Linked DNA regions of Mus musculus: regions 1, 2, 4 and 5 are each linked to region 3. Evidence: chromatin contacts called from public Hi-C and targeted proximity ligation data. All regions are on one chromosome and are shown on one strand. The core of a region is the stretch at or near the end of the contact, and the rest is flanking DNA. Distances in the headings are between cores, read along the strand shown.

Region 1 (5,653 bases), core at 834-3,333, 130 kb before region 3:
GTCTTTCAGAGGGCACTGGTAGCATGCATTTACCACACTAGACAGCATGGCTCTGAGGTTGAACTTTCACTCTGTACAAAGGGTGGGGTGGGGACATCTTCAAGACCTTGAGAAGGGATCTTCTAAACTAAGGCCTCCACATGTTTGCCCAGGAGCTTTGGTTGTCGCTACTTGGTGACACTGAGTCCTACACACCCTGCTCTTGCTTCTAGGGCACAAGCTGACAAATGACTCATTCTCCAGCCCTGCCAATGTGGGTTTCAGTTTATTGAGTCTCTGTCAGTAAACGCTCTCCCCTCCCTTACAAAGACTCCAAGCCTTCCTGAGTTTTCCTCCACAAGCAGTCTCTCTGGATTTATGAATTTTCAGGAAACAGAAAGTCTTCTACTATCATTTTAGTACATTTTTAAAAGAATACATATTCCAAGATGCTATTTTTAATCTGTAAATTTTCTATATGAGTGAATATGGATGTTTTGTTGTTGTTTAAGTTTTGTTCTATGAATTTTTATTGCATGTCTGATGTTTGATTGGAGGCATCTAAATTCCTCTGTCTACAGTAACTGTTCCCAAAGACAGGGAATGCTTGAATAAAGATTAGCTATGTAGTCCAGCTGACACTAGTCCACATGACCATGTCCAGCTTGGCTGGCTGCAGTAAAACCGAGCAGAGAACTCTGAAATCCATCAGCAGCAAGTCATGGTTAAGCAGGCTATGAGTCAGCCATTCCGATCACCCACCTCACTGAGCCATGTCAATCACATTGACCACGCCTTTGTGATGCCCCGCCCTTTTCCTAACCCTTCTTCCTTTAACTGCTTTCTCCCACCTTTAGAGCCACTTCTGCTTTGGGAAAGGTCTGCATTTTTCTCGTTGTCTCTTCTAGATTCTTGTCAGTTTGTTGTTTGCTGAGACATGGCCTGCCTGGCCTAAACTCCACTCGCCGCCTGCTTCTGCTCACAGATTTAAGGGAGTCAGTCCACGCCGTGGTTGGAGAGTGTGGTGGAATCATCACAGCCAACAGGAAGCAGGGAACTGCTACATCTACCCAGAGTTCCACTCCTTTCCCCCCTTTGGCTCCGGGCCGGTGAGGATGGTACCTCTTATACTCAGTGTGGTTCTTCCTTCTTCAGGCAGTTCTCTAGAAACTTCTCCCGGACACTCCTGTAGATGTGGGACAATCTCTTCGGAGATTCTATGTCTAGTCTATTCTTTGTCTAGTCAATTTAGCAATGAAGATTAACCATCATAGATTGACCAAAAAAAAAAAAAAAAGTTAAAGCACATGTATGCCTATGAATATGTATGTATGTATGTACATAGCTACACAAACGAGTATAGTTATATCCCCAGCTTTGTCTATAGTAGAAAAAACTTATAGTAGTGAAGACAATCTTAGTCTTATCTTCTGGAAGATGCAGCTCTCCACAAGAGAACCGGTGTGCTTTGGAGACAAATGCCAAAGCTGAGGCAAGGAAGCTGAGGATGACTCTTGTTCTCCAAAGCAAGATAAAAAAAAAAAAAAAAAATCACAGAAAGTAGAGTCAATATGAAACACATGAGCACCATAGCGTCTGAGAGTCATCTGGGTCGATAGAAATCCACCAGCCAACATAAATCTATAGATACATAGACACTTTAATGAAAAATGGAATATTTGCATAGACTCTCCCCCACAAGATATTTTTATAGCAGAAAATCTGTAATTGGGGTAACTATAAAAAGGGTAGTTTCCCAGAGCCGCAGAGCACGTGGCTGACAGTCTATAATCAAGTGATCAGTGTGATGGGGGAAGTTTAGCTGTGAACTCCTCAGCAAAGCCGAACTGAGAAGAGCAGGCGATACCTCCAAACCACATGCAATCAGTGGAACTGTTTAGGGGCTTGACTTTAGGTATCACTTTGACTGGCTTGTGGGGAGCTGAGAGAGCTAACAAGGTGCCCTTCTAGTTTCATCTCTAAGGGTGTTTCCGGGGAAGATTGCTGTTTGAGTCAGGACACTGAGTGGGTAGATCTGCTCTGATGTGGGTGAGTAATCGAACTGGCTAAGGGTTCTGATGGAAGAAGAGAACAGGAGAAGAGGCAATTTCTTCCTTCTTTGGGAGACTTACAAACAAGTCCAGGGCTCTCAGGCCTTAGAGTAGGAACTACTCCGCCTACTGAGACTTCTGCCAGCCTGGACTGAGCTACCTCTTAGCTTTCCAGCTCCTAGATCTTCTACTTCCACTGTGGGACTTTGTAATCTCTGCACTCTGCAGGTCAATCTAATAAATGCATACACACATGAATATGTATATAAGATGTGTAAATATATTACAAATCCAACCCACACGTAGTTAGTTGCTTTACTCAAATGCCCCTAATACAACATGAGACTCAGAAAGGTCAAGAAATTTTTTAGCAGCTAAGTTTTGTTTTTCTCAGTAAGCTTATTTTTTCCTAATTGTTAGACACACGAAGTTTTCCACGAAACATACTATGATTATTTATCTTTCTTCCTGTCAAGTTATCAAATCTATTAAACGTTCATCCTGTACTAAAAAAAAAAAAAAAAAAAGGAAAGGAGAAGGAGAAGAAGGAGAAGAAGAAGAAGAAGGAGAAGAAGGAGGAGGAGGAGGAGGAGGAGGAGGAGGAGGAGAAGAAGAAGAAGAAGAAGAAGAAGAAGAAGAAGAAGAAGAAGAAGAAGAAGAAGAAGAAGAAGAAGAAGAAGAAGACACACAGAAAAGGAATCTGTATGACTTCCTCATAGTACCTTGAGCAGTGAATTAGCAAGTCAATCAACGAATTACTCAAAGTTCTGTTAGCATATTGGAGATTTTCAGTCAAATATGTAACATTGCTGAAATGAAGAAGCACTTTCAGTATAAACTGGGTAGAACTGATAGATCAAGTGTTCCATATCCTCACATTTGGACTCCTAGTGATAATTTTTTTTCAGGCTTTAGGGAAAAAAACAAACTAAGTAAAATGCAGTCTTCCCAGCCTTGGGTGGATGGGGAATGGCTCTGGGTCAAGTCCACTCGTATAGTGCTGTCTCGGGGTGCACTGGACAGTGTATACTGGATGCATATATCTGCAATGGATGAAATGAGCTCAGGCTTGCTGTCAGTAGTTGTTAATATATTGAAAAACACTGACTTTTCTTTTGCTGTGAAGTTCTCTAGGGCCTTCTTGTAGCATTTTAGGCATATGAGAATAATCTGAATGTAATATGCCAATACTTTCTCCAGGAAAAGAATTGCATTCATAGATCAGAAAAATTCTACGTACTCTGTCTGTGTGAACTCGGGCCTTGTGGGCACAGCTCTTGTGCATGTAGACTCTGTACCTCACAGGACATGCAGCAATGCAGTGTGTCTGCAGCTCTCTCTCGGTTCCTTCCTACAGAGTTTTCCATTAATATTCCAATGAAGGGCTTCTTGAGGACCCACTTTGTGGGTCTGCAAAGGCCAGGACTGGCCAGAAACTAAGTCTTGCACACTGCAGGAAGTTAAAGTGACTTAGAATGTAATACAACAGGAAATTCTCAAGAAACTCATTTCTGCAGTAGTCATGGTGGGGGAAACTGGTGTAGGGTCTGAGAACCTGCCAGTTATGTTGTAGCCGTGTTAATTTACAGATTTAAAATAATAATAATAATAACTATTGTTGTTGTTGTTGGTGGTGGTGGTGGTGGTGGTGGTGGTGGTGGTGGTGGTGGTGGTGGTGGTGGTGTGTGTGTGTGCCTGATCTTGAACACACATGCCAAAAAGAATTTTCAGGAGTCAATTCTTTCTTTCCATTGTGGAATCCATGGGCCAAACCCAAGTGCCTTTAACCCAGAGTCATCTCCCTGGCTCTGACTTAGAGATCTTAACAAGTGTGTTGTGCTTCAATAAAAGAATATACCTGTCTTTACAAGAACCCAACTCATCTATCCAGGGGGTTCAACCATTCTGGATTGTTTGTTTGTTTGTTTGTTTGTTTGTTTGTTTTAGGTGCTGGGGATCTAACTCAGAACCCTGTTCACACTAAAACTATAATTTACCATTGAGTTACACCATCAACCCCCTAGGTGCCAGCTTTAAGAAAAACTGAAAAATCCAAGCCTGGGGGTTCACACCATTAATCCTAGCACTCAGGCGGCAGAGACAGATAGATAGGTCTTTAAGTGGTTGAGGCCAGCCTACATTTCGAGTTCCAGACCACCAAGGATCTGTAGTGGAACTCTGCCTTAAACAAACAAAGAGAATATACACACATATAAATGAGAGAGAAGAAGGGAAGAGGGGGGAAGAGAGAGAGAGTCAGTACACATTGTGTTTGTATTTTTGTATTGGTGGCAGGAAGACATCCAACAAGTAGCAATCCACACACAAATCCCTCCCAGGCAGTGGTCGGGATGAATTAACACAGGTGAAGGAGGGAAAGCCACACCCAGTGTAAACAGGACAAAACACTCCTCAAACTCTGTCACCACAGACAAGCCTTACAGTAAATAGACACAGGTAGGGCCAGGAAAGGAAAGCGTCATGGTTCCCATCAAATGGTGTAGAGACATTTTTCTTCCTTTTTTTAAAAAATAAATATTACCTCTAAGTGTTGAAATTTGTAACTACCCACCCACTTCCAAAGAAAACCTTGTCCCAAGAAGAAATTTGAATAGGAAGCTTCCACAGAGGTCTTTTTGGGAAACTAAGGAAGAAAAAGCCACGACTCCTCTTCCACACCCAAGGGTTCAGGGCTCCCTGTGCTCCTGGAGTTGGTGCTCATGCCTGTAGTCTCAGCATTCACTGGGATTCCCACCTCGAGCTGTGGAAGGGGTGGCCCAGTGGCCAAACACAGGCTTCGATGCAAAATGACCAGGTTCCATATCTGGCATCTGCCACTAGATATGCTTCTAAGTACTTTCTGGCCTGCTCGTAGCCACATCTCTAGCCATGTGAAGTAGGAACAGGGTACTCCTTCATCTGGGATTCGGATAGGATGCTGTAAGGGTACCAGTGCAGCACGTGACACATTCTCTGTAATTAGTACATATTTATTATTGTGCCATATAAAATATACGTTAACTGATCCAATACTACTAATAAGATCTTGGAGCTGGAGAAATGGCTAAGCAGTTAAGAGCACTTGCTGCTCTTCCAGATAACTCGGGTTCTATTCCCAGCACTAACTTGCCCTCCCTTGGCCCATATTGGTGCTGTGCCTACATGGTCCCTCAAAAAACATGCAGGCAAACAGACCATACACATCTTTTAAAGGGGGCATTAATAAATACACATTAAATCTTAGTTATTCTCTGTCTGTACCCTGGCTGCCATGAAGGGAACAGATTTCTCTGCACTGTCAGCAAGGTGACACCGCCTAGCCATAACCCAGAACAGTAGAACCAACAGCACTTGGACTGAAAGCTCCAAAATTGTAAACCAAGACAAACCTTTCTTCTTTTTAACTTGATCGTTCTGCGCATTATGTTTTAGTAACAGAAAACTGACTGATATGTCCTACTGAAGGAATCAGCAAGCCTGGCTTTTTCTGGAGACTCTAAGAGAAGATATGAGTTTTGTTTTTGTTTTGTTTTGTTTTTCCCTTTGTTCCAGTTTCCAGTACAGGACTCTGGGTATTTGACTCTTTGTCCTCAAGTGTTTTACTTAATCTCTGCTTCTGACGT
Region 2 (5,725 bases), core at 598-3,097, 250 kb before region 3:
CTGGCTTGGCAAGGACAGAATGAAGGCAGTTCAGTAAGAGGGACAACAGAGGGACTCTGGGTGCTTTCAGGTAAGAGATTGGGCTGCTCCAGTTCCTTCCTGGTAGAGGACAAGAATGAGGACAAGGGATGAGGTGGAGCTAGGGATAGGGTAGAGGTAGGAATAGGGTTGAGTTAGGAATAGGGTAGAGATGAGGAGAGGGTAGAGTTAGGGATACGGTAGAATTAGAGATAGGGTAGAGGTAAGGATAGGTTAGAGCTAGGGATAGGGTAGAGGTAGGGATAGGGTAGAGATGGGGATAGGATAGAGTTAGGGAGAGGGTAGAGGTAAGGATAGGTTAGAGCTAGGGATAGGGTAGAGGTAGGGATAGGGTAGAGATGGGGATAGGATAGAGTTAGGGAGAGGGTAGAGATGGGGAGGGGGTAGAGTTAGGGATAGGGTAGAGGTAAGGATAGGTTAGAGGTAGGGATAGGGTAGAGGTAGGGATAGGGTAGAGATGGGGATAGGATAGAGTTAGGGAGAGGGTAGAGATGGGGAGGGGGTAGAGTTAGGGATAGGGTAGAGGTAAGGATAGGTTAGAGGTAGGGATAGGGTAGCGTTGGCAGGTTGGGAGGGAAAATGTTTCTGGTGAAAAGAATTCCCTAATCTAAGTATAGTCAAGTGAGCCTTCAGCAACACATGGAAGACTAAGAGAATTTGATTGTACGTAGACAGTAGAACAATTAGGAGAGTTAGGAAAGATTGACTAAATGGCTGAGTCCTGAGATTTCAACAACAACAACAACAACAACAACAAAACCCTTTGAATTAAATGTATTATGTCGACTGTGGAAAGCCAGTGTTTTTGAGTTAGGGCTGCCTCGATGGTGTGGTAACAGTGGACTCAATATGGCAGCAGGTGGAAATCTGACTGTACATTATGGGACTGGACCTGAGCCTGGGATCAGAAGGAGGGAGAAAGTTTCAGAGCCACAGACAGGAAGACAGTTGGAGGACTTGGAAATGGAAGACAGCAAGGACCCATGGGTTGTTGCTCAGGGACTTGTCAAGCTTGAGGTTGGATGTTGGCGTCATAAAGCATGCAGATAATGAGAAAAGGACCACCAAAGTCAGATGTAAGGCAAAGGCAACTTTATTTACCAGGGGAAAATGCTAACTGGTTAGGTTCACAGTCAGTTTCTGAGCTGACAATATGACCCTGAAAGGGACTGAACAGTCTCTCTCTCTCTCTCTCTCTCTCTCTCTCTCTCTCTCTCTCTCTCTCTCTCTCATAAACCTGTGTTCAGGGGATAATAAAGAAGGAATTCATAAAATGAGAAGTGAGGGTTAGTTCTCGAGTTCAGGGTGTGGTGGATAGCGGGATAGTGATGCAGGCTTTTCTGAGACAGCGAGCCATCTTATCTCAACCTTTATGGGTTTCCCGCAGGCCAGGTGGTTTTACTGCAACTACAAAGAATGGAGAGCTTAAGGATATGCAGTTAAGATAGGGGCAGCAGCAGATCAGTGCGGAGTTTGCTGCTCTGGTGAGTTGCTTAAAGAAAGTGCCGCTCCTCTTCAGAGCAAGATCACTCCAACTCAGGCAGTGGCACCAGCCGAAAAGGAAAATCCAGATCTGTCTTCAGCCTGCCATGGACCCAGAGTGTACCTTGGTCTCTATATGGTTGCTGCAGACTCCTATATAGACTGTGGTGTAGTACTAGGGAAGAGTATGAAGAACAAGGGGAGATTGTCCTTTGGTTATTCCCTCCTGGGCAATGATTGTGTGACTCATCTTAGACTTACCAGCTGGAACACAGGATCAGACCAAACACTGCCCATGGCAAGTTCTAGAGAGTGACTCATAGGTTGTAACAACAGAGTGAGTCTTGACGGTTGGCATAGAGGCCGGGGGAGATACAGGAGGATACGAAGGCTGTTTTATTGCTCTTTATTGCTTCCCAGTAGTATCAACCGCCAGCTGTCATCTGGAGAGCTCAGCTGGGGCTTTGCCCTCCTGCTACCTCCTCTAGGTGTTACTCCTGTCTGTCTGTTTCCAAAATCACCACCAATGTGTCCAGCCCTTCCTGTGCTGTTCTGTGTGGATTTGTCTCTTTTCTCTTTGGTCTCCTTGATGTTTAGATTCATAGAGAGCAGATATGTTTCTGATCCGTTAGTTTTGTAATTCCCCTCTCCCAGACTAGTTAACACTTCTGTATGCTGTCAACATTCAAATGTTTGTTGAAGTTTTCCTGGAACAGTCTGCGAGGCAATCAGTGAGCATTAGGGAGAAGCCACATCTGTCAGGGTTCATGGGAGGCTGGTTCATATGATTCAGGTATATTTTCATCCTATACGATGAAATAAGATTTTATTTTTTTCCCCAAATCACTTCTAGTTTAAAATGTAGTAGCCAAACACATCCTTTCCACCCTGTTCTGAAAAGCAAAGTTTCGTGTTACCCAAATCCAGCTTGGGAGTCCCAGTTCTCAAGCCACTATTACCCATGAGCAAGAGACTCAGGAAGCAAGGGGACATAATGTCACCAGTTAGCAATCGCATTTTCCCATCCCCCCCATCCCAGAAATATCTCAGAAAGGTTGATGAAATGAGAAGTTCTAGAAGTCGCTAACCTATCTAAAGTAAAGCAGGAGTAAAGGTACCATAATATGATCCCAGGAGTGTGGGGAACAGGAGAGGTAGGAAAGACAGATGAATGGACAGTTGATGTTACTGAAGTAAGGAAAAACTGGTAGTGATGACGGATAAAAGTCAGGACAAGCCCCATGCCTCTCCAGGCCATGAGGATGCTTTCTTTGTGTGTTAGTCTAAGTCAGAGGTAGTCAAGCCTCCTGCATTACTGTGCAGTCGGAGACTAGATCCCCTGTGATGAGCCTTTCATGATGCCTTGTGTATTTGAGTGTTTGACTTTAGCTCAAGCTTGATTCTGTCTTATCTTGGTGAGTGTGAACTGATGGTTGGCTATTAATTTTATTTCCCATCCCTAACTTTAAATACAGTAAATAAATTGTGTGTGTGTGTGTGTGTGTGTGTGTGTGTGTGCCTGAGTGTATATAAGTGTACCATGTGTGTGCAGGGGCCTGTGGAGGTCAGAAGAGGGCATCGGATCCTCTGACACTGGAGTTATAAGTGTTTGTATATTTTCCAGTTTGACTTTGGCATGAGCTTACTTCTCAGTAGCTTGGTGAGTGTGCACTGAACTTTGGCTGTTACCTTTATTTCTCATTGAAGACGTGCTGGGAACTAGACCTGGGTCCTCTGTATGAGCAGTACATTCTTTTCTAAGCCATATTTTTAGCCGCACCCTCAGTACTATTATCTACCACCGGGGACCTGGTAACTAGAAAGTGAGAGGTCTGTATAAGACAGGCTCACGAAGTCCCATTTAGTGCTGTGAGTCTGTGACCATCATTTAAAAGCATGAGCAGTTTCTCTGTAAACAGCTTTCTACCCTTACACCATGAAGACAAACCTATGAAAATGAAGTGACTAAATGAATCCATTCTCTTTATGAGGTTAACAGTCCTGTGTGCTTGTGGATGTATCCCTTGGGAAAGTAGGGAATTAATCAAGGCGTGTAAATTAAGTTTGTAGAACATGATTAAACTATACAGTGGGGCATGTGTAAGTAAAGATTCTTCTCCATCCTGGCGGCCTAACATTGTGTATGTGTCTCTCTAGATCCATCAGGCAGTAGTAGAGGACATCTGAGAGACTTGAGCTAATGGGCTCCTTCCAGAATGTTCTTCGCAAAAGGGTTTGTCAGAGGAGATTTTGCCCCATGTTAGTTTGCTGGAACTTCTTTAACAAAGTTCTGCAAGCAGAGTGACTTGTACAACGAAACTGTATTTCCTCATAGCTGTAGAGGGAGAATTTGAGGTCTAGGTGGTAGCTGAGTTGGTTTCTTCTGAGTCTTCTCTCCTTGGCTTGCATATGTCTTCTTGGCCTTCTTGTGGTCTGTGTCTGTACATGTCCAAATCCACTCTTCTTACCAGGACACCAGTTAGGTTAGACTAGGATCCTTCCTCCCCAGCGACCTTGTTTTCATTAATTAGTTGAAAGTTTCTCACTTTTTCCTCTTTACTTCAGTCTGGGTCCCCAGTGCGTGGATGCCACCATTCACAGTCACAGTGTGTTTTTACTTTTTAGTTCGTCAACATATCTTACTATAGGGGGTCCAGTCATCAATAAATGAATTTTGGAAAATGTAGTTCAACCTATACCAGATACCTTAAAAGATGACAGTTGATTTATAATTCCTCAGAGTTCCATCATTGGTGACAGGTCCCCAGCTTCCAAAAACTTCAGAGTCTTAGATTTATTTCTGGGTTCTATGACCAAGTTCACAAATCACAGTGATGGGCTATGGATTTAAATCAATTAGTAAATGCCTATCTCGCTTTTACAGTTCAGCCCTTATCACTGAACTAAACCAAACCTGGTAGCCCATCCGAATCCCAACATTTGCAAGGTAGTTGTGGGAGGATAATGAATTCAAGGTTATCTTCAGGCACATACTAAGTTTGGGGCTCTAAATAATAATAATTCTAGTAAGTTGCAGTCACTCCAGAGGGCCTAGTTTAACTCCAAACCCTCTAAAAGTAGGAATAATAACAGTAGGAATAGAGTAGATCTTTAGTCAAAAACTTGAGTCATCTCTTTGAAATGTGCATTAGTCATTTGTTTTACTACTACTGTGACCAAAATACCCAAGAGAAACACTGTAAGAGAGGAGAGACTTACTTGGGCTCAAGTTTCAGCGGTGTCATTCCATGGTGGTATGGAGGGTGCACCATGTTCACCATGACTGTCCGGGGTGCCTAAGCCCTCCTATCTTGCTCTTGTATTTTGATATCTCCTTCTTTCCCCTTTCTATTTGTCTGGTCCCCACCTTATGCAATAGTGTTGCCTATTTCACAGTGGGATCTCCCAACTTTGTTACTCGTCTCTAGAAATCCCCTCCCAGGTACTCTATAAATATATTAATTAGTAATCAAAATAACTAGCAAATACTGTATATTATATAGATCAATTAAGTATAGCTATTGATTAGCAATAAAAAAGCCTTATCAAGCAGATGTAGACCTTTGACATTTATGCCCTCTGTTTCCAATCATTCTTTCTGCCTCCCAGTCCACTATGATGTGAACGGCCTCTGCAACACACTCCCATGTCTTCTTCCTGTGTGACAGGCTCTCAGAGTGATGCTTTCATCCAACACATATATCAATCACTAATTTCAAGGATTGTTGCTCTGAAGTGTTCTGAAGCTTACCCCACGTTCATAAACAGAAATGTATACATGTAAACCCACTTGTTTTACTATCACAACGACGGGACACTTCAATGCCTCCAGACCACAGTGGAAAACTAACAAATCCTTGTGAAGAGAGAAACAAAGGCGTCTGTGAATAGACATATTTTTCCCAGTCTATTTTATCTCTCACAGCAACTTTGAGTCTGCGGTCCATACTATAAAAGATTCCAGGAACTCATTTGATTCTAGGCAGAACGGAGCAGAGAAACAGATCATAGTCAGGGTTTTTCTTTCTCTTCCTTCCCTTTTCCTCTTCCCTGTTGTCTCGTCTCAGCTGTTGAATCTCAGCTATTGCTACATGCACTGAGCTTCCCATGCTGGCAGCTGGCAATCTCCACAGCAAGCACTTATTCCTTCTAATTGCCTGCAGAGTCTGCAGTGAGTCTAACTGGAACAGTTTCGGTTATATGC
Region 3 (5,195 bases), core at 1,364-3,863:
GCATAGGTTTACAATGACAAAGGTAGCCTCCTCCTTACTCCAGCAAGAAGTTAATCCCTGAAGATGCCAGCCAAACAAGGGCCCAAAGGAATCTGCATGAACTGGCTTTACCAGCAGGCTCTGCATGTCATTTGACTGTACCCCCATGATTTTCCATCCTAGAGACATAAAACCCTTTTCCTCAGAGGCTTGGTGCTGCACACTGATGTGGATTTAGTCTAACACTTGTGTTATGTTATTTGGGTTCCCGAGAATTGCATGAGAATTCATATGTAAGATGCTGAGGGTCCTTGCCCCAAGTTGGTTCTGATTGGTAAATAAAATTGCTAGCCAGTCAATGGCTGGGCAGGGTCTCCTTCCCTGCAGGCAGAGGCCAAGCACTGCAAGTGCAATTCAGAAAGAGCAATAGAAATACTTTGGAGATTTTTACGTTTAAAAGCACTAAACTTGACAACTCCATGCTCTTTCTCTCTCTCTCAACTCTAGATTTGCAAAAGTAATATTAATTAAGAAGGTCCAGTAACGTATCTTCTGAACCAAATACATCGGAGCACTATTAATGAGTGTGAAAAACAATAAATCACATGGATGAAACACACATCTGAGTATCTGCAAGCACTCCTGGCCCCCATTTTTGAAGTGGCTTTGACAGATTCTGACTTGATGACTAGATGAAGCAGAGATAGAGCCCGGAAAGGCAACTTCATTTTTAAGTAAAAGAGAGCCCTCGGAGGCTACCAAGATGCAGTGGAAAAGAAACAGAATTTTCTTGTCCATAGCTACCTGAATGTACAAAGTATGCATCTATAGGAATGCATACGAATAGCTTCATGAAAAAGGAATTTGCTGGGCATGGTGGGGCCTGACATTAATCTTAGCACTTGGGAGATTGAGGCAAGCGAATCTCTGTGAGTTCAAGGCCATTTTCTCCTAAACAGCAAGTTCAGATCAGCCAGGGCTACACAGCTAAAACCAAGCTTCAAAATTAAATGAGAGAGTATGACACGTACTTAGCATCTATTTTCCTTCCTTCTTTCCCTTTTTCTTTTCTTTTTTTTTTTTCTTTTTCTTTTTTTCTTTTGAGACAGAGTTGGCTGATCTGGAACCTACTTTGTAGGTCATGCTAGTCTTGAATCCACACCCTTCCTATTTTATTTCTCAAAAATCATCTATTTTAGGTCAGGTGTGGGGCACACCTTCACCTCTAATCCAGATTTAATTTAGAAGGCAGAAGCAAGCAGATCTCTGAGTTCAAGACCGGTCTGGTCAATAGGGTGAGTTCCAGGACAGCCAGCGCTGTACGGGGAACCCCTGTCTTGAAAAACCAAACCAAAAGAAATACAAAACCATCTATCTTTATTCCTCATTTTATCTCAGTTCTCTCACTCCCTTAGAGCGTGGACTTGGTGGTATAAAACCCAGCATGATGTATCTGGTTCTCACCTCCCTGTGTGCTTTGTCACTGGTGATGAAGAAACTGAAAACTACCATTCTAACATATCAACTATTTGGAATGAAAGACACCTGGAAGACAGCACTAAAAACATTCTTACCCAGTTGTGTTAGTGCATGCCTATAATCTCAGTACACAGAAGGGCTGAGACAGAGTTGTGAGCTCCAGGCCAGTCTGGAATAGAGCCGGTATCCAATTACCACCACCTTCAACAAACAAAGAAAAAAGAAACCGCCCCCCCCTAAGCAGGTAAGTGATTACATTCTTAGTTTCTTAGGTCTCTGTAGCCCGTGGTCTCTGCATCTGACTCCTGGCATTATAAGTATGCACCACCATGCCTGGCTCACACTTTTAATATTGCCAGGCAACCTGTTAAGTAGTTTTCTTTTTCTGTTTAAAAAAAAGTATTTATTCACCTTACGTCCCAATAGCAGCGCTCCCTTCTCCCAGTATCCCCTCGCACAGATCCTCCCATTTAAGTAGTTCTCATATATTGGCTGCTCAAGGAAGCAGGGTCTGCATTCAAATTCTAGTTTATCTAGGGCTAGCGTGAGCTTGCAGCCACAGTCATTTAAACTTTTCTAAAGACTTCTGTTAGAGTGTTTACTGGGCGAGTGTCCTATGGGGCCCGGGGTTACAGTTTCCTTCCCGTTAATTCCCTAGCACCTTGGTAGTGTGCTTTGTTCTTTCAACACATATTTGTTTTATGCTGGTCTGAAGGCAGTGAGTTCTCTCAACTGATTGTTCACAGTCAGTTACAAATACCTGTTTTGTGTTAGTATACTAGAGTCAAGGAAATGAAACGTTATCAAGAATGTTCCCAACATAGAGAAAACATTTTTTAAGATCAGCTGAACATTCTCAGAGTTACATACGAGTAAGGGAAAAGAAAGTGATTGCAAAGATTGGGCAGAATTTTATTCAAAATTGTGGAGGAAAAGAACAACTTAAGTTATCTTGTGAGCAACGCTTATTTCAGCAAAGCCCAAACTCAGAAGCTGAAAAGGCGACAATTAGAGGCTGGGCTATGGGTGAGGGCGGGGCCACAGAGGCGAGGGCGGGGCCTCAGCCGCAGGAGGTGAGGACGGTCCGCACTACGATGTCGGCGAGCGGGGCGCGGCTTCTGGGCGGGTCCGCAACGGCGGGGGCGGGGCTACGGCGGGAGAGCAACGGAAGCCGAGCAGGCCGGTCGCCTGGGCCGCAGACCTGTGCATTCGCCGCGGTTGTCGTAGTTCCGGCCGAGCGGCCGCTGGGATCTGACGGCTGGGTGCTATCCTGCGGGCAGGCACTGGTCGCGGCAGGTGTCTCGCTCCGCCGGCCCAGCTCCCGCGGGATCCCCCGGCTGGTCCGGGCCCCGGCGCCGCACTCACGGCGGCTCCGTCGCAGGCACGGAGCGAGGAGCAGCCCGCGTCCTCCGAGGTCAGCGTCATGAGGAGCCTGCCGTTCTTCTGCCGCGGCCAGGTGGTGCGTGGCTTCGGCCGCGGCTCCAAGCAACTGGGCATCCCCACAGGTGAGCGCGTCGCGGGGCCGTGGAGCTCTAGGCCGTGGGCAGGGGACCCGGCAGCCGCGCTCCTGCCGCTAGCGACGAGCTGCGCAGCCCCGTCCGGGAAGGCACCGCAGGTTGGATTGGCCGAACTCTCAAGCTGTTGAAAGTTCCATTCTAATGATGCTACTGTGTAGTGATCAATGACAACACGGGTAGTTCTATGAGAGCCGACGTTTATTTGGTCTGACTACGTAAGTTTTAGTAATCAAGACTTGATTGTCCATTCTTAAAATTGATGCCTTGGGCTGTGCCTTGACCTATTAAGTCAATCTTTGAATTGGGGATTTGGGGTTGTGTTTTTTGAAAATAAGAATCTTTTAAAGTGACTCAGCCTACTTAGGGGCGTTACTAGGAAAAAGCAGGGACTTTTGCTTGTTTTAATTCAAACAGATAGGGTCTCGCTCTGTTTCCAAAGGCTTCCTCCTACTCCCTGAGCTCTGGGGATCTCTCAGGGGATCTCTCGTAGCCTCCCAAGTGGAGGACTACATGGGTAATTTACGATAAACCTCTGTGTTTATTTCGTGTCTTTGTTTCCACTTGGGCATTTTCGTGTGGCTTTTTGGGGTGGAGGGAAGAGATTTATACACTTGCTTTGTGCCTCACTTGTAACCTGTGCTGTCTGAAGAGAAGAAATTCAAGTCGGAATGTGGAAGGTTGGAAAACAGAAAGATCCTGGGAGTGTAATGATTCAAGTTAACGTTTTAATATGTTTTTAATCAATGTTTAATGTGAATCTTGTAGCAATGAATATCTGTTTACTTCTATTTAGCCAATTTTCCTGAACAAGTGGTGGACAATCTTCCAGCTGATGTGTCTACTGGCATTTATTATGGTTGGGCCAGCGTTGGGAGCGGCGATGTCCATAAAATGGTGGTGAGCATTGGATGGAACCCGTACTATAAGAATGTGAAAAAGTCCATGGTAAGAGTCACATCTTGCTCTTTTAAATGCACACAGAACCCCTCAGCTTAAGGGTTTCACAGTTATAGAGGCAGGTGGATCTCTGATATTCAAGGCCAGACTGGTATATATAGTTCCAGGACAGCCAGGACTACTAGAGAGATCGTAATTCAAACAGACAAACAAATAACAGGAAGAAAAGTAGCCTGGGCTGTATGCTAACTGACATTCCTTCCTTCCACTTCATCCCTGCCCCGCCCCCAGCATTTATTTACTTTTATTTCAATGGGATAGTTTTCTCCATGTTTTTATTCTGTTTCTGTGAATAAAGAGTCTCCTCATAAGGAGCATATAGTTGGATTAGGTTTTGTAATAGTTTTCTGCTAATCTCTCTGTGTTTTGATTGATAGCCGTGAGCCATTTAAATTAAATATTTAATTTTTAATTGTGGGTGTGCACATGAGCTCAGGTGCCCATGGCGGCCAGGAAGGTTGGATCCACTAAGAGCTGGCGTTAGCCCAGGCTGTCCAGCTTCAGTGCTGGGAAGCAAGCTCTTGGGTCCTAGTGTGCTGTTAGCTGCTGAGCTATCACTTCAGCCCTCCATTTTGGTTTAAAGCCACACCGTTGAACACGCCTGTCATCCAATGTAGGAGGGAGAGGAATAGAGCCTGGATTGTGTTGTGAGATCCTGTCTCACAAGAGAGTAGTTGCTAGAAGGAAGGATTGCCATTGTGTCGCTCTTTGTTTTCAGTGTGTCCTATAAGTGGGCCTTTTCCCTCATCTTTCAAAATTACCTGTTTTATTCAGTCATTTTTATTGGTCTCACTGTGTAATTTTACCTGGCTTGGAACTCCCAGAGATCTAGCCACATGCCTTTGCCTCTGCCTCTACCTCTCCAGTGCTGGGATGAAATGTGCCATCACGCCCTGTTGGTTTTGTCTGTTTAAGGGTCTATTTAAGCTTTATGGACCACCTAACAGACTCAAAAGTGAGGCCCTTTTAAAAAAAGCATTTCTTTGCATCATTGATTGCCTTAAGACACTGCTTACTGTAGTATGCTTTAACCTCATCCCTCTTCTCTCCTGCTCACTCTTTCTTTCTTGTTGTTTCATTCTTCCTTTTTTTTTTTTTTAGCGTTGCTGGGAATGGAACTAGGCTTCATATTCAGGGCCACATTCTACTTAGCCTCCTAACCCTTCCATCTAAAATCACCTGGAGGGTATAGTCTTTTTTTTTTTTCTCCTGCCCTACTTTTCCCCACAGCTTACATACTTAGCTGACCTTGAACTCATGAGC
Region 4 (5,162 bases), core at 2,445-4,944, 150 kb before region 3:
GGTCTAAGGAAATGCTTTCAGCAAGAAACAGAGCCATTTGACTTCATTCATTCATTTATTCATTGATTCATAATTTGCTGTACAATTCAGGCTGACCTTGAACTTTTTATTCTCCTGTTACAGCCTTCAAGTGCTGGAACTATAGTTCATACCCAGCTGCCATTTTACAATATGACCAGAATATTCTGTTCTTCAGTGAGGCCTGCCCTCAAGAGAACACAGTGCCTAACTAAGTGGAAGGGGGAAAGACAGCAACTGCCTTCCGTGTTGAGGTTTTTGCCTTTTACTGTCTATTGTAATGCTATGTGTGTGCCCTAAGACCTAGACTCTGCACTTAGCCCCTGTGACCCTGCCCCCAAGTTAGTCCTGATTGGTGAATAAAGATGCCAATAGCCAATAGCTCACAGAAGATACCGAGGTGGGGTTTAGATTTCCCAGCTTGCCGTCAGAGAGGACCACAAGGAAAAGGAGGTGCAGGAGAAGAGAAGGAGAAGTGGCCATGGGTTAAGAGTCAAGAGAACGTGGCCCTGAGGGCTGCCCAATTGGAGCTAAGAGCAGCCCAGATGAAACATAATAAATAGTAAGTAATAGCTCGGGGTTATGCGTAGGGAAGTAGATTCTAACAGCATGAGGGGTAGGCAGCTGCCCAGCTCTTGTGCTGTTTAAGGCATATTGTAAATAAATATAAAGGCTGTGCATGCGTCTTTCATCAGGGAACTCAAAGGTGGGGTAGAAACCATGGGCTGGGAATTAAATAATTTCTTTAACACTTCCAGTCTCACCTGAGGTGGAAAAACAGAACAAAAAAGAGTGAAGGGCACTGGTGAAGACTCAGCTCCACAGTGCATGCTTACTGCCCGAGCACAGAAACACCACACAGGTCACCGCATCTACTGGGCAGCCGAGTAATGGCTGGGCGTGAACCCTAGAGAACTCCTTAATTAAGTCCCCGGAGAACGTTTAAGCAGTCTCTAGGGCAGCTCAGAGGCAATAGAGAGGCCACAACAAGAATGCCACATGAAACCTTGGTTTCTAATACTTACCATGACAGCAAACAGTACACTCAGAGCCTGAAGTTCAGCCAGACAAACAAACCTTCACACAAAAGGCCTATTTAGAAGTTTCTTTTCGTGAGGTTGTAGTGTCTAGATTTCAGCAAGAAACTGCAAGCCTCGCTAAAAAGCAAGTGGCGGGTGTGTGGTGTAGGAAATAAATTATTAAAAGCAGAAATTAATCTTTCCAGACTTCAGTCTTTCTAAAATTGTAAGAGTGACAGGTTGATTATCTAGAACCGTAATCAGTGTTGGAGTGGAGCCCAGAGCCTTGAGCCTTCATTGCAAGCACGCCACTGCCTACAGCCCATCATGGTAGGTACTCAAGGTTTTTGTTATCGGTTGAAGATGTCCTGAAACACAGAAATATGAGATTTGGGGATTATATTAGTGTATCATTTTTATTTAAAGGAAAACTTTAGTCATAGTACAACAAATGAATCTAGGCTTAGTGAGATGGCTCAGTGGATAAATGGGCTTCTCTCTAAAGCCTGGCAACTTAAGATCAGTCCCCACAACCCACAGGAAGCTGGAAGCGAGAACCAGCTTCATAAAAGTTGTCCTGTGACCTCCATACCTGTGCCATGACAAGTATACCTGCGCGCGCGCGCACACACACACACACACACACACACACACACACACACTCACATAAACACACACACACACACACATACACACACACACACACATACACACACACACACAGAGAGAGAGAGAGAGAGAGAGAGAGAGAGAGAGAGAAACAATCTAAAATAACTGTCTCTCTTAATGTGTGTTTTGCTTAATACTTTGGTAATAGTTTTTTTTTCATGTATTTCACTATAAGTGCTTACAAATATGCTTATGTACTTATAAGCATGCATATGAGTATGCCTAGCATACTTATAGTCCTTAGCTAAGTTTTCCTTGTTATCCCATTGCAGTGTTGTCTGAATTGTTAGGGTCAGAGCCTGGGCTGTGGAATCCCTAACAAGCTTGGTCACTGTCTTACTTTTCTGTTGCTGTGATAAGACACCATAATGAAAGCAACTTATAGAAGAAAGTGTTCATTGGAGCCTGACAGTTACAGAGGGTCAGAGTACATGAGCATCATGGGGAGAAGCAAGGCAGCAGACAGCCATAACACTGGGGCAGAAGCTGAGAGCTCACATCTTGATCCCTGAGCACAAGGCAGTAAGAGTTAACTGGGAATGGCGTGGGCCTTTGAATCCTCAAAGCCTGCCTGCTCCCCAGTCCTAATTCATACTGGGTAAAGGAACAAAGAAGTCCAAAGACTCTCTCCCTCCCCACATAGTCCCCAGATCCTGAAGTGAGCATTAGATTTAAATGGAAGGCAACAATTGTGCATATGTAAACAATCCTGGCCAAGGTTCGGGCAAGCCATCTTCATGGCCTCAGCTCTAGTCTCTCCTTCCTGGAGAGTTGTGAAATCCCTTCCCGAGAGACGAGCTTCTCCTTTGGCTTCAGTCTTTCCCTTCCCAGGCATGAAATTGCTGCAGACTTTCCAGTTTCTTGGGATCCATCGTTTCAGAGGTCTGATAGACAAAGGGAGTAGGCCAAGTGTCTCTTGTATATCTTCATGGATGCCAGCAGAGTTGTGAGATACTGTCCTGGACTAAGCTCCTACACAGGACTCAGTAGGACCAGACTGAAAATCAAAATGGAGTCACTCATGTCAAGTTCCTTCACCAAACTGAAATGAAGCAATGGCAGATATCCTAAACAGGCCATATTCAATTAACATGATAATGAAGTTCCCTCTATTGAATCCTTTTGTATGCAAAAGGCACAGCCTGAAGTTCTATGCTGGCTAGTTTTGGTTTTTGGGATTTTGTTTTGTTTTGGTTTGGTTTTAGGTTTTGTTTGCTTATTTTGTTTATTTTGTTTTGTTTTTGTTGACTTGACAGGAACTAGAGCCATCTGAGGGCAAGGAACCTCAGTTGAGAAAATGCCTCTATAAGAATGGCCTGTAGAACAGCAAGTGGACTGTTGTCGATCCCATCTCCTGGTATAAAATCAAATTTATAAGACTTCAAAATATTGTGTTACCTCCAAAAAATTATGGCAAAAAGGTTGCCATAGTAGGAAAAGTTGTAAACTGCCAAATATAAAGGCATAGAAAGTGATCGATCTCCGATCTTATTTTCTTACCAGAGTGTTCCTGACTTCAGAAACCTAAGGGGCATTTTTCTTGATTAACATTGTAGAAGGGCCCTGCTCACTCTGCTACTCCTGGGCAGGTGGAAAAAATTAGAAAGCAGTCTGAGCAAGTCTTGGGGAGCAAGCCAGAAAGCAACACTCCTCCATGGTCTCTCCTGCAGTCCCCTGCCCTGACTTTTCTTCGATGAGGTACTGCGATGTGGATGTGGAAGTGAAATAAACCCTGTCCACTCAACGATGCTTTTGGTCAAGGTATTTTATCACAACTATTGTAACCCTAACTAGGACAAGATTTCTGATGGTAACCAGCCAGTTACTTCTCTGTAGTTTTCTCTTCTACTTGTCTTAAAAGAAAGTAATTGTGACACAACCAATCTGCATTCCACTGTCTTTGCCTTTTCCAGCGCTTTATATTTCTGCAAAAAAAAAACATCTTCTGCCTGTCTCATTCATTCATCTGGGGAAGTGAAACAGAGCACCAGACAGTTCTGTAATCAGAAGCGAAGCCAGAGTAGAGGAGAGAGCTCCGTGGGTAAAGTGCCTGGCGCACAACCACGAGGACTGAAGTTTAAGTCCCAGAACCCACGTAAAAAGCCAGTGTGGTGGTGCATTCTTATAATCCCAGGGATGGCTAGCAGTCTGGCCAAACTGGGGACTTCTGGGCCAATGAGACAATGATCTCAAGGACAACAACCCTGAGGACGATTCTTGTGATTGTCCTCTGGCTTCTAAACACACAGACACACAGACATGTGCACCTTCACCCATACTCATGCAAATACATACACATACACGCATGCACATATGTGTGATAAAAGAAGAAAGCCAATTAAAATCTTTAAATTACAATTTGGATTTTTGCTCTTTGACACTACTAAGCTAAGTGTTCTAACACTGACAGAACACTGTTTTTAGCCTTTGGAAACTTAGTGTCTAGAAGGAGATCAATCATAGATGTACCAGCTTCTTAAATGGCGTCCTAAGATAGTAGTGTACATGATCAAGGGTCAGGCCCAACTCTGTCACTAGATAGCCATGTTGAAAAGACCCCTCTCATATTTCCCAAAGGAATAAGAGAAAGGACTTCTTTCTTTATATCTAAAATTAAAGGGAGCTGGGGATTGTAGCTCAGTGATAAAACACCTGCCTAGCATGGTTAAGCCCATGTGTTAAATTTCCATCATCAAAAAATAAAATACAAAATGAAATGTACCAATAGACTGGCTTCCCCTTTGTTAAGGTGATCAGTTTAAATAACCTTTTCCGCTAATCAACCTTGAGCACCACTCAGTTGAGACTGGTGAAAGATTAGCCAAGCAGAACTGCAGGGAGCTTTGCCTGGGGATTCTGGCATGCATATGTCTTTCCTCCTGGATCATAGAATGGTGAAGGTTGTAACCATTACAAGAGAAGCAGGAGGGACACTGGAGGATCCAGGATCAAGACACTGGTAGGAATACAACCTGAGCTAGCACCAAGCACCCCAGTGGCTGCTCCTTGAAAGACAGTGGTTGTGAAAGAAACATACACTGTCTCCATGCTGGCATTTCAAAGTGACTTTTAATCTACTTTTCTTTGCATGCTGAATGCTGGGAATTTGTTTCCATTCAATGCTGAACATCTGCAATGTTAATGTTGGTTATTTGATAGAGGATGTCAGTTATAGGCTCTTTGGAGGCGGGGCACATTCCAGCTTGAGCAGGGGAGCTAGCTGGTATCCCTAGGTCTTTGGAAGGAAAGAAGTGTCTAGGAAAGGGGGTTGTCTTTTGAAAGCCTGGTTGGAAAGATTCTAATTCATAGCATATAGATAAGGAGACTAAAGTTCAGGACCAAAGTATTCTGTAAAAGTTAGACAGATGTTGTTATTACTGATAAGGCAGAGAAATAATTCTCTGGTGTGTGTGTGTGTGTGTGTGTGTGTGTGTGTGTGTGTGTGTGTGTGTGTGT
Region 5 (5,146 bases), core at 1,582-4,081, 160 kb after region 3:
AGTATGAGGCTAAAGGCATCATGAGGTGAGGGCAGAAAGATCTCAGAGAAGTCTGGTTTTATTCTGAACAAGTGGGAGAGAAAACCTGGCAGGTTGCTCTGTGTGGATGGGACAGGGACAAAAGAGAAGACAGAGGTGCAGCCTAAAGGCAGAGAAGCCACTTAAAGACTCATGGAGTAGGTAGAAGTGGGCCATTGAGAGAGCGAGTTTGGAAGTGAGAGCAGTGGTACTTTGCTGTTAAATTGGATTTGGGGCAGAAAAGAGGAGTCCTGAGCAACTGGGTGGATTTATAATAGTCCTTTCCTGAGAAAGGAGAGCTGTAGGGGAAGAGGCAGTGGGAGCAGGGTTGAGGTGTCTAATGTCTGTTTTGGATTTGTTAATTGAGTTGCCTACCAGTATCTGAAGACAATTACCCAGTAGTTAATAGAATCAGTAAAATCTGGGGAAAGAGATTAGGAAAAAGAAAGGCTTTTCCAAGTAGGTTTCTAGTGTGTGATGTTAAGTGGTGGGGGATGTTTAAGGCTGGAGCTTAATGGGAAGCCTCTGAGACAAGGCCCTTAACTTGTTGTGATGGTAACCAGCTAGTTCTCTGACTGTAATTGTTAGAAAAAAGAAAGAAAAAAGGCAAGTCTGCTCTGTCCTTAGTTTTTAGTGACTTCCTGTCTCATCATGTGATCATTTTTATCCTATAGGAACTCAAGCCATACCTTCTACCATGATGCTATGTAGCATGGGAGTAGGGATGGATTTGTGTGTGTATGACTCATAATCTAGTGTCATGTTGGCTGGACTTCTTAGCTCCCCAAATTGTGTTGGATGAACCTGTTGTCTTTATAAAGTATGCAGCCTCAGGTGTTTTGTCTTTGAAATGGAAAGTAGGTCTGTAGGAGTTTAAAACAATAAGACTAAAGGCTCCTTAGAGAGAGCATGGAAAGCAAAGACAGGATTTACAGGTTGCTTTCCTGGAAAGTATCCTTTGTGGCTTTCACCCCAGTGTCCTCACTGAAACATGGCCTTTGGAGTGAATGATGAACTTTGCTCTCTCTTTCAAGGCAATATTAATATCCCCATGGAAACTACCTGCTTTAACTTCTGGAGGGTTTTTTTTTTTTTGCATTGTATGACTCATTAAAATTCATCTTCATCCTCCATTAAATTTAATTATACACAATTCCTTAAGAGTGGAGTTACAATTGACTAGTTTGACATGTTGCAATTTACAGATATTTAATTAAGATACCATTTGATTTTGACCTTTGCAGCTTTATTTGTGCACAGTAGAGCCAACTCTATTTGTAACATTTCACACTATTTTGGGATGCCTTTGGCAGCCTTGTACAAGGACAAGGGGCATCAATACTTCTTTGGCAAAGTGAGCTTGTTTCTCTGAACTCTCAACATGTTTTATGCCCCTTTAAATACTGTCACATTATAGCTAAGTCTTTTGTATGTATTAGCCCATTAGAAGGTCAGTCTGGAGAAGGTAGGAACCCCAGAGGCTAGTGTATGGCAAAGCAAGTTTGTATTTATTTGGGTTTATAAGTAAAAAACAAAAACAAACAAACAAACAAACAAACAAAAAAACCAAAAAGGCAAGTTCAAAGGGTCAGTGAACTTTGCATCCTTTTTTGGGAAAGGATTTCTGCTCACATTACAATGTGTGTCGTTTGAAGTTAATGTGCTTTGGCACTCTTAAAAAAGAAAGCAGTATGAGGGACACGTGTGAAGTGGTGGCTTGAGTCCTGGCCACACCTTCTACTAGCAGTAATTCTTGTGTCAGAAATTTCATGTCTGTGCCCAATTAAATAAAACCATGTTAATCTTAAAACATTACATACTTAAAGTATGTAGGGGGTGGGTCCGATGCTAAGGTTCTGTTCCCCAATTGGTTCTTGATCTACCCCTAAAGATGCCAGGGGCCAATTGTGGGGTGGAAGGAAAGAGACAGGACTTCAGGGTCCCTGGAAAGGAGGGGAGGAGATGAAGAGGAGGAAGGAAAAATTTCACCATGCTTTAGAGGGACAAAAGGTAACCAACCATATAAGATCTTGGGCAAGTGGCCATAGGCCACTTTTCCAGGTGGGAGGTTAGGGTGTTGAACTGGGACTAAAGGTAACTGAGTAATTAAAGTTGAGAGTAGATTTAGAGTGCTGAGCTAAGGTATTAGGAAGGGTACATTAGCTGCGGAAAATTAGTAGTGCCCAGCAATTGAGCCAAGAATGTAGGTTGAAATTGAGCAATGTATGTGTCTGTGTTTTACATCCACAGATCTGAGGGGGGCTGGTAGCACAGCCTGTTCCTGGAGCAAAAGCTATACGCTACAAAGGTATATAAGAATATTGACAAAAGTTCAAGGATCTTACAATATGGACCTCAGAAAGTATGTCTGGAATTTTCTAGAAATATCTTCTGTTGCTCAGAAAACAAAACAATAGCTATGTCCAAACAATGGCCACCTGGAAGAAAGCCTGTTAAGCAAATCCCTCAATAATAACCTAACTAAGGCCAGGCGTGGGGTTCATGCCTACTAACCCAGCACATGGGAAGCAACGGCTGGAAGAATGTTGAGTTTAAGGCCAGTTTAAGCCATAGTGTGAAAGTCTGTCTCAGAAATGAAACCAACCAACCCAAGGGAAACCCAGCCAAATCACCCTCTGAAGAGCCTCCTGGCGGTAGAGGACAGGATCCTGTGCCACCACTCACGCTCTGGCCTGCTACGTAACTGCCTCTTTGCTGCCAAAGAACTGAATCTGGCTGGATCATCACCGCTAGTGATGACGAGAAGACACGGTTATGTGGATTAGAGTCTGCTGCTTGGTGCCAAGGAGCTCCAATGAGCCACAGTGAAATTCAGTTCATCTTGGCTGTGCCCAGCTGAATATGTCAAAGGCTCTAAAGTGCTCTGTGGAGAACTTTGGACTTTACGGTCTGGCAACAAGAGCATCTGGAAATGGATGTTAACCAGAGAAGAGAAGCAGGGTTGTACTTTCTGTGTCATGTACATATTCTGAGTTTAGAGCTGAGAGCCCAGCTTAGGGTAGGCAAGGTCAAGCTACAGCTGGCCTTGGTTTCCCCCTGCCATTTTGTATTAGAGAATGGAAGGAGATAGGATCCAACTTGCCAGGACAGTTTAAGATTGCCTTGTGTGGTGGACTGAATGTGCTTGGCACAGCGTGTGGCCTTGTTAGAATAGGTGTGACCTTGTTGGACAAAGGACATCATTGTCTGTTTGTAGGGGGTGCTTTAAGACCCTCCTTCTAGCTGCTTGGAAGCCAATCTTCTTCCAGCTGCCTCCAGATGAAGACTTAGAACTCACAGCTTCTCCGGAACCATGCCTGCCTGGATGCTGCCATGCTCCTGCCTTGATGATAATGGACTGAGTCTCTGAACCCGTAAACCAGCTCCAATTAAATGTTGTCCAAGAGTTGCCTTGGTCATGGTGTCTGTTCACAGCAGTACAATTCTAACTAAGACACCTTTTGGCTCGCACAGTGCTTTCTGCTGGAATTCTGTGTGAGGCTGGATGATGATGCAAACACAGTGAAAAACATGTCTTTCCATGTCAGCATCTCAGGAGTCATTCTACTAGGGTATATGGGTGGGAAGGGTGCGCAGGGGTTGTGTATTTCCATACTCAAGTATGCTGACAGTGTTGATCAGCCAATAAAGAAATTTCAATTTAGTAGTCACAGAGCCAATCAGCTCCCTTCATTACCAAGTTCATGGCTTGCAACTTCTTGATAAGCCTGAGAAGGCCACTGCTGAGGCAAGGGCTTCTCCTGGGGTGCCACTTGAGAACTTTGCAAATTTGACTAGGAAGAGATGAAGGCCTAGCACCAAATGTAAAGTTGTAGTCATTTCTTGACTACACCATTGTAAGTTGAACTACTGCCCTTTGTAGCAATGAACTAATTAGATTAAAACCATGAAAGTACCTCCCTGACCTGAACCTCGAATGTGTGGCAAACTTACATGGGAAGAGGGTCTAGGACTTAGACAGACTCCTTCATAGGCAAACAGATAGGGAGAGGGACCATGATAGGTAGCACAGATAGTTAACTTCCACAATGACTGGCTTCTTCGCCATCCTCTGAACCTCAAACAAGAGTCTTGCAGCTAAAACAAAGGTCTTAGGGGCTTTTTCTTTTTTTTAGGTAGGGCCCCTGTGATGAATTGGCTCAACAGTTCAAGGTTAGATGAAAACAAGTTGGTCAGTCTGCCATCTTGCCTTTCTTCAAATTGATCAGCCCTAAATTAGAGAAGACCCGCCAAGGACTTTAACAGTTCCAGCCCCCAGGGCAAAGCTGATGTCTTCAGCTTTTCACATCTGCTCTCTGCTTTGCAGGTGGTCCTTTTTCTCTGTGCTTGCTATATGCGTGTTTCCTCACCCTCAATAAAAGCCACTCCTAAATTACTGATTCTATATCCTCCTGTTTACTGTGGTTGAAATTTATCAAGCTGTTACCTATCCTGCTCAACACTTTCCCTGCCTTTTGATTCTTTAACTGGCAGAGAAAACAAATCCTATCAGGATCCCTGAACCTGACCAAGACCCCTAGACAGTCATAGACCAATTGTATTTCTATCTGCTCCAGGAACTCACCCCTGACCAGTTCAGCCTAAACTTAACTAAATGAACACCTACAAGACTTGTAACTCATGGCCCTCTGTCAGTTTCTGAACCTCATTATTGTGATTATCAGTTTGCTGCCTCAGTTGGTTTGGAGTTAGATGCTCCAACTTCCTGATGGGTAAACAGTATAACACACATATCCTTGCTCTGGAGTCCTTCTTAGACTCAGTAGAGGTTATACGTACATTAGGATATATGTGTTACATTCTTATGGTGTGTGCTGCACTCTGGTCACTAAAATTAATTCCCTTTGTCTTTATATCAGTACTGTATGATAGCAGAAGTTTTCTCTTAAATCTTCTGTATTCTCTGATGGTTTAATCTGGCTGGAACTCACCTGGCTGCTTTGGCTGATTTCTCTCTCATTTCTCTGCCTAGTAGCAAGTAATGAAATACCATCGTAAGCAGGGTCCACAAGAATACATACCCATTGCTCAGTTTAGCTCATTTCCCATTCAGTGCTATGCCTCAGAGATTTCTGTTGGACAAACTCATCCTTTAGGTGTTTATTGT

The links. A called contact is a pair of places that touch in the nucleus more often than the background predicts.
Region 1: a targeted proximity ligation map of CD8 T cells shows a contact between it and region 3, with 9 read pairs. A contact is called at or near these places in 1 of 39 promoter capture datasets (fetal liver), 7 of 484 Hi-C or Micro-C datasets (CD8 T cells, Th1 cells, Th2 cells and 3 more), 6 of 130 datasets of targeted methods (CD8 T cells, Th17 cells, embryonic stem cells and 2 more) and 2 of 9 other capture datasets (adipose tissue and liver).
Region 2: a contact with region 3 is called in a targeted proximity ligation map of pancreatic cancer cells. A contact is called at or near these places in 9 of 39 promoter capture datasets (the C10 cell line, the HPC-7 cell line, cranial neural crest and 6 more), 21 of 484 Hi-C or Micro-C datasets (the BV-2 cell line, the CH12 cell line, the F1.1 cell line and 16 more), 40 of 130 datasets of targeted methods (CD8 T cells, the NIH/3T3 cell line, SST interneurons and 23 more) and 3 of 9 other capture datasets (adipose tissue, liver and pancreatic islet).
Region 4: a targeted proximity ligation map of bone marrow-derived macrophages shows a contact between it and region 3, with 2.5 times the contacts expected there. A contact is called at or near these places in 1 of 39 promoter capture datasets (hippocampal neurons), 2 of 484 Hi-C or Micro-C datasets (centroblasts and cortical neurons), 2 of 130 datasets of targeted methods (bone marrow-derived macrophages and pancreatic cancer cells) and 2 of 9 other capture datasets (adipose tissue and liver).
Region 5: a Hi-C map of muscle stem cells shows a contact between it and region 3, with 1.7 times the contacts expected there. A contact is called at or near these places in 1 of 39 promoter capture datasets (liver), 7 of 484 Hi-C or Micro-C datasets (the HL-1 cell line, embryonic stem cells, liver and 2 more), 1 of 130 datasets of targeted methods (embryonic stem cells) and 1 of 9 other capture datasets (adipose tissue).

Annotation. Positions count from the first base shown.
Region 1 is chr19:17,263,163-17,268,815 of GRCm38.p6, forward strand. No RefSeq gene overlaps it. Among named protein-coding and RNA genes, the nearest start is that of Gcnt1, 91 kb to the right of the region's middle.
Region 2 is chr19:17,138,759-17,144,483 of GRCm38.p6, forward strand. The region is part of intron 9 of Prune2 (prune homolog 2); the gene reads left to right. Among named protein-coding and RNA genes, the nearest start is that of Prune2, 190 kb to the left of the region's middle.
Region 3 is chr19:17,391,430-17,396,624 of GRCm38.p6, forward strand. Rfk (riboflavin kinase) reads left to right here and starts at 2,614. Exons shown (of 4, transcript NM_019437.3): 1 at 2,614-2,963; 2 at 3,769-3,920. The coding sequence starts at 2,882.
Region 4 is chr19:17,243,852-17,249,013 of GRCm38.p6, forward strand. No RefSeq gene overlaps it. Among named protein-coding and RNA genes, the nearest start is that of Gcnt1, 110 kb to the right of the region's middle.
Region 5 is chr19:17,552,575-17,557,720 of GRCm38.p6, forward strand. The region is part of intron 20 of Pcsk5 (proprotein convertase subtilisin/kexin type 5); the gene reads right to left. It overlaps Gm41813 (a long non-coding RNA gene), which reads left to right. Exons shown (of 3, transcript XR_877744.2): 3 at 2,269-2,316. Among named protein-coding and RNA genes, the nearest start is that of Gm41813, 19 kb to the left of the region's middle.